Regions from separate parts of the Zea mays genome. Here region 1 is linked to region 2. Evidence: chromatin contacts called from public Hi-C data. All regions are on one chromosome and are shown on one strand. The core of a region is the stretch at or near the end of the contact, and the rest is flanking DNA. Distances in the headings are between cores, read along the strand shown.

What was found. A called contact is a pair of places that touch in the nucleus more often than the background predicts.
Region 1: a contact with region 2 is called in a Hi-C map of endosperm, with 1.9 times the contacts expected there. The contact joins the enhancer-like site here to the promoter of LOC100273177 in region 2. A contact is called at or near these places in 3 of 25 Hi-C or Micro-C datasets (ear, endosperm and leaf).

Annotation. Positions count from the first base shown.
Region 1 is chr10:138,522,018-138,524,763 of Zm-B73-REFERENCE-NAM-5.0, reverse strand. No RefSeq gene overlaps it. Among protein-coding and RNA genes, the nearest start is that of LOC100383502, 14 kb to the left of the region's middle. Within about 2 kb of position 1,488, at least 17 of the 20 cell types and tissues checked have an H3K27ac peak or open chromatin away from gene starts, as enhancers often do. A contact at or near this core is called in ear, endosperm and leaf, where this site is marked.
Region 2 is chr10:138,433,492-138,436,456 of Zm-B73-REFERENCE-NAM-5.0, reverse strand. LOC100273177 reads right to left here and starts at 1,392. Exons shown (of 1, transcript XM_020545847.3): 1 at 1-1,392. The coding sequence starts at 1,027.

The DNA of each region.
Region 1 (2,746 bases), core at 239-2,738, 88 kb before region 2:
GGATGAACGCCTCGAGCGATGTATCATATTTAGAATATGTACTATTGCAACTATATTATCCCCTAAGTCCTATTGAAGGACATGTTATTTGCTTTGCACAACTATGTATAAATTGTGGTGTAAGATAGAAAATGATAGCACCTCAACCTCATCCATTCTCGTTATTCCAGATGAACAATGAGACATATATCTTGAAGAATATGCTTGAGTAATGAGGGATAACGACTTTGACAGATGTCATCGTCAGGGGGAGCGAATGCTTATATTGATCACAACCGTGAGACAATAAATGTCATATTCTATGCCCTGAAGGCGTGAGCTTGATGATCAATATGTGAACCTTTATGGAACTTTCTATCAAATATATAGATCTAGTCGATCGAACACCATCAGTCAAAGTGGCTTATTTATATTGATACGTGCACTTGCCTCGTATATCCTAGAAGTGAGTAGAGGTAAAGTTCCTGAAATAGTCCTTGCAAGGATATGCAATCCGTTTGCTAAATCTTTATGTGCATATACTTCTAGAAGAAGATGTTTTGCCTTATTGATACAGTTTTGCAAGGATCAGGGGAGCACATTTCTAAAGTTAGCCCTTGTAGAAGATTCGATAGAATCTAGATCCCAAAGGATCGAAATCTGTCCCGGTGACAGTTGTTGTACTCTTTTTCCCTTGGTGAGTTTTCTTGAAGTTTCTCACATGAGGTTTTTAACGAGGCAACAAAGTGCAAATGCAATTTGTATCACCATGCACTCTTTCTCCACATTTTTCCCACTGGGTTTTTCGGAGTTTTAACGAGGCATGTGTTGGTCGCGGTATTCGCCCAAGGGAGAGTGTTAAGTAACCCTAGTTAGGGTTATGTGGGCAAATAACTGCTTTGTCCCTGAGGGGTCTCACATCCCTATATAAGGAACTTGTACACCTCCTCATAATACAGAGATCAGAAAGAGGCCAGAGGCCCAACCCTATATCCAGTGTCTTGTGTGTTTCATCTGTCGTGCTTATGAGAAGGGAGACGAGCTCTCTACATCTTCTTGCGCCTCTACTGCTGACAGAAGGGAAGGGAGCGGATCTGGTGATCCGTGGTAACGTAGTTCTTAATAGCTTTGACTTTCATCCTGACTCCTACTCTCCTAGAAATGTAGACCAAAAAACACGACCTGTAGTTCTGAGGGCCTGGAAAGAAGCAGCAGTGCTTGCACATTTCAGTTACCGGGCGCCAGGTCGAAGGCATTGAACAATCAACATGGAAACATGGCTTTATGAAAAAAAAACATGTCCCGTGTGGCCGTGTGCAGTTCCAATGGCTTTATGAAAAAAAAAGAAAAGGCACTGAGGTTATGTAGGTCTCGGTGCAGTTCCAATGGGCAGAAATGGGACTTACATGCAGATCTGCTATTAGGATTAGGATATTTACAATTGATCTGAGCACTAATGGGCTTCAATTGGTGTATTCGGATTACATTTGCAGGCCGGGCTTGTCGGCTCTATTATTTTGGGCTAGTGCAGAAGCTGCAGCGGCCCACGACCATGGGCATATTCACCAACCACCATAAGCTATTAGATGATTGCTGTTGAGTCTACCACTTGAGTCGCCACGTGTAGCGGCGTTCCTTTTTTTTAAAACATCTACTACTCCCTTTCCGTGAAAGTGAAAGGAAAAGTACTCATCTTAGCCGCTTAGTGCGGCCTTTCAGCGACACGAAAAGTAGCAATTCTGGCCGTGCTCAGCAGATTTAAATATTCAAAAAGTTCCACCGGTGTACTATTATATAGGTTTGACCTCCTCATTTCTGCTTATTAGAACTAGTTTGAAAACACCGTTTTCTAATTTTTTAAGAGAAAATAAATTAATTTTCTTTAGAAAAATAAAAACCCCTTAGAAAAAAGGATCCCAAACTAGCCCTTAGCTCTTTTATTTCCCCCCTCCGTATGCTGTGTGTGTTTTTTTTCGGTCGATGCTAATTTTGTGTTTGGCTTCAGGTACAGGCTACAGCAGATCTGAGACTATGCGCAACACATCCCCCTCCCCTTGCATGGGGGCTGTAGGGGGCACTCCACGGCCGCAGCGGTGCCCCTACAGCGCCCCCTACGTGCCGGCCCCCTTCTCTCTCGCCCCAGATCTAGTGTGTCACTGTTCATCACCCTAAACACTGTACCGTGGGTCCACGAGTAATTGTTAGTAGATAAAAAATTGATAGTTGATATAGAAAATTATATTTTATAGTTGTAGTGGGGGTATAAGGGGAGTATTTAGGGGGAACCGCTGCGGGAGATGAAAAAATAGGGAGAAAAATAGGGGGAAAAGTGATATAGGGGGAAAAATTTAGGGGTAACGGTTACAGATAGCCTGATCACCAAGACGCAGGGCCCTACACTGTTGGGGACTTGTTCTCAGATGCTATGAATCAAGAACAAGACAACATAAAATATTAAATGTCAAAGCCCTTCGTCCTTCGGGTCATTATTTCCCTTCGGATATAATGAATCTAGGACAAAGGTTATGAAAGCCATGCCTTCACGACCATGATGAGAAGTAAAGAACATTCATACAAAATACAGAAAGTAATATGATCTTTTATAAACATTATTATTGATATATTTCCATTTAACTTATTATTACAGACAATGTTAAATTACAAATGTACCTTCGGCTTGAAGGAGTGAAAATACAAATGTGACGCCAAAAGTGAATGCCAAGTCAGCGTGAACAGTACGGGAGCACTGTTCATCTATTTATAGGTA
Region 2 (2,965 bases), core at 143-2,642:
GGGCGACGCGGAAGCACGGCGAGATGTCCTGGAGGAGTTGGGACCCAGCGCGCTGCTCGAAACCGCAGAGCTCGGCGAGGTGTTGAGCTGGGGCGGAGGCGGCAGGGACAATGCGGGAGGACAGCGCGGCCACCATCATGGCAATCAGCCGCTGCTCCGCGTCGCCGTGCTGGTTGGCCGCGCGCTTCAGGGCGGCCAGATGGCTGGCCGCCGCGTCATGGTTGCCGTCCGCGATAGCGACCGCGGCTTCAGACAATAGCTGCCTCGACGCGGCCCCGGGGGTCGGCGGCGAGCAGGACGCGGATGAAGACGCGGTGGAGGAGGAGGAGTTTGAAGGTGACCTCGTCATCCCCACGTTATTGTTGTTGTTGTTGGTTGGGGTCGCCGCTGCAGGGGGCCCGGGCGACGGCGCGGCTGCGATGGAGCTGAGTTGTTGTATCGTCTCCTCCCACTCGGAGTTGGTGACCGCGGAACCGGTGCCGCTCATCGCCGCCACCGGCTCGTTGTCGTCGTCGTCGTCGTCCAGCAGCTGCTTCTCGAGCTCCTGTAGAATGAACAGATCGCTCGAAACCGACGGCTGAGGCAGCGGCGCCCTCGATAACCCGAAGGCCTGCGTCTGCGGTGAGGACGTCATGAGCGGCCCCTGCCTCTGCGGCTGCGGCTGCATCAGCGGCACCGCCGCCCTGGACGCGGTGGTGAGCGACGATAACGTCGACGAAGGCGACGCTAGCCCCCCTCCAAAGCTGGACCCGGGGACAACCTGAGACGGGATCCCTCCCAGCAAGGCGGCGATATCAACCGCCGCAGCCGTGCGCTGCCTCACGGCGCGCAGGTACAGCGCCTGCTGCGCCGCCACGTGCTGCTGCTGGTGCTGCCACCTCTCCAGCTCGCCGAGGCTCCTCTTCAGCACCCCTCCACCGGCGGCCGCGTCGGCCCGCTCCTGCAGCTGCATCTGCATCGCCGTCGCCGATCCGACCCCGTAGGCGTACCCCTGGCGCGGACCGCGCCACGGCGCGCCTGGCTCCATGCAGAGCGGGGAGAGCAGAAAGAGAGGAGGAGGAGGAGGAGGAGGGAGGCGATGAGGCGAATCTACCGAGGAGGGAGGAGTGGGATGCTATGGCTACGACAACAGCAGGAACAACAGCTACGGGTCCAGCTAATCGGAGCCGGTGCCATTCAATTCAATTTGCTTCTCCGATAATAAAACCGGCCGCCACCCCTCCCGCATCTCTGCTGCGGTTACGTCTATAAAAGGGAGCCCAACACCGATTCGGCAGCACTCCCGCTGACGGCGTGGGCCAGCCACCGGGGGGCCGGGAATTGCTGGTGGGTGGCTGGGTGCGCTGGTGTTTATCGGGAGGCGTTATGGCGGGGCCCGGCTTGCTTTGGTGCTGGATTTAGGGCATGTTTGGTTTGTAGCTAAATGTGCCACACTTTGCCTAAAGTTAGTCGTTCAAATTGAATAACTAACCTTAGGCAGAAAAGTTAGGCAAAGTGTGGCAATTGAGGTAACGAACCAAACATGCCTTTAATGCGAGGGCCGGGGCAGGGTGAATCCGTGATGGGCAGGCACGGTGAAGGAATGATGGACACCGGGTGCTGAGACCGGGTGCCGTCGCGTGATCGCGTCACGCAGCCTCGCCCGCGATGACGCCGTCGCGCTCCTTCCCGTCCCGCAGGCCGCAGCGAGGAGGCGTCGGGACGACCTGGGTAGGGGCTGGGCTGGGCTGGCTGGCTCCAGGTGGCGTTTGTGACGCGGCCTCACCACCGACCCGACGCCTGCCGGCTGCCGGTGGCCGCCACCACGACCGGTTTTTTCGGAACCGCCCCTCAGTTTCGACGCATTTCGAGCCGATGCACGCAGAGCACGTACCTTGCACGGAATCGCAAGCGAAGCAGCCGCTCACGGACAGTCGGGGCCACGGAATCCGATCACGACACGGCAGGCCGAGGCCGCCTGCGATTTCGTAAAACCAGGCGTCCGATCCCGCAAAAGTCGCTTTCGGAACTTTGGTAGACCACACGATCAATCCTGGCCAGCGTTAAACGACCAAGATACCCCTGGAGGATTACGTGATCTGTCAGGGCGGGGGCGGCTGGGGATGGCAGTTTGGGCAGATCGGGAAAGGTTTACTTGTGGAGCGGTGCGTGTTATGTGTGTAGTAGTAGCAGGAGGAGGTTGCTTGCTTGGGCTGCGTTGAGAATTAGTTAGGAAACCGAAATATCCACCCAACCACCACGTACCCACCTTTCTGTGTCTACAAACCATGATTCTCTTTGCTTGGCTCCGATCGAGTATGTTCATACCGCTCCGTATCGTATTCATATGTGCGTAGTAATAAATACAGTATAGAGTACCACACACACACAAAAAAAAATAAAATAAAGCCACTCCTTGTCTCGTTGAGTCGTTGACAAATCCTGGCAGAGTGGGAAAGCCAGTGGTGTATCCTCAACGCTTGCGCAGCTGGGACACCGCACTAATCAAATTCTAAGCACCAAGGTGCCGTTTGGTTCACATATTTGTAACGTAATGGGTAACGGATAACGTTAAATCATGTTTGTTTTAGTCCAATCGTAATCAGATACCACACTAAAATTTGATATCAGCCTATTCAAATTTGTTACCGTCAATAATCGAGCCGAAACCATTACCATTACCATTTGCGTTACATTTTTTGAACCAAACAACACCCAAGTTCATACTCGCTTGTCGCTTTCTTTGTTCATACTCGCTGATGACTAATTCCAGGTTCCCGGCCCCTCGTCACCAGCTATTGTCCACAATGTGCGGACACAGGAAATCCCTGCACAAACATAAGGTGGACCCCACGCGACACGTGTGAGCCAACGATTCCGAATGTTCCGGGCCAAAGTGCTCCAAAAGCACCAAAGAAAAGTATGATGACATTTGGGGCCAGTTGGCAGGTCCAGCACTCAATAATACATCCTCCATTCTTCAATA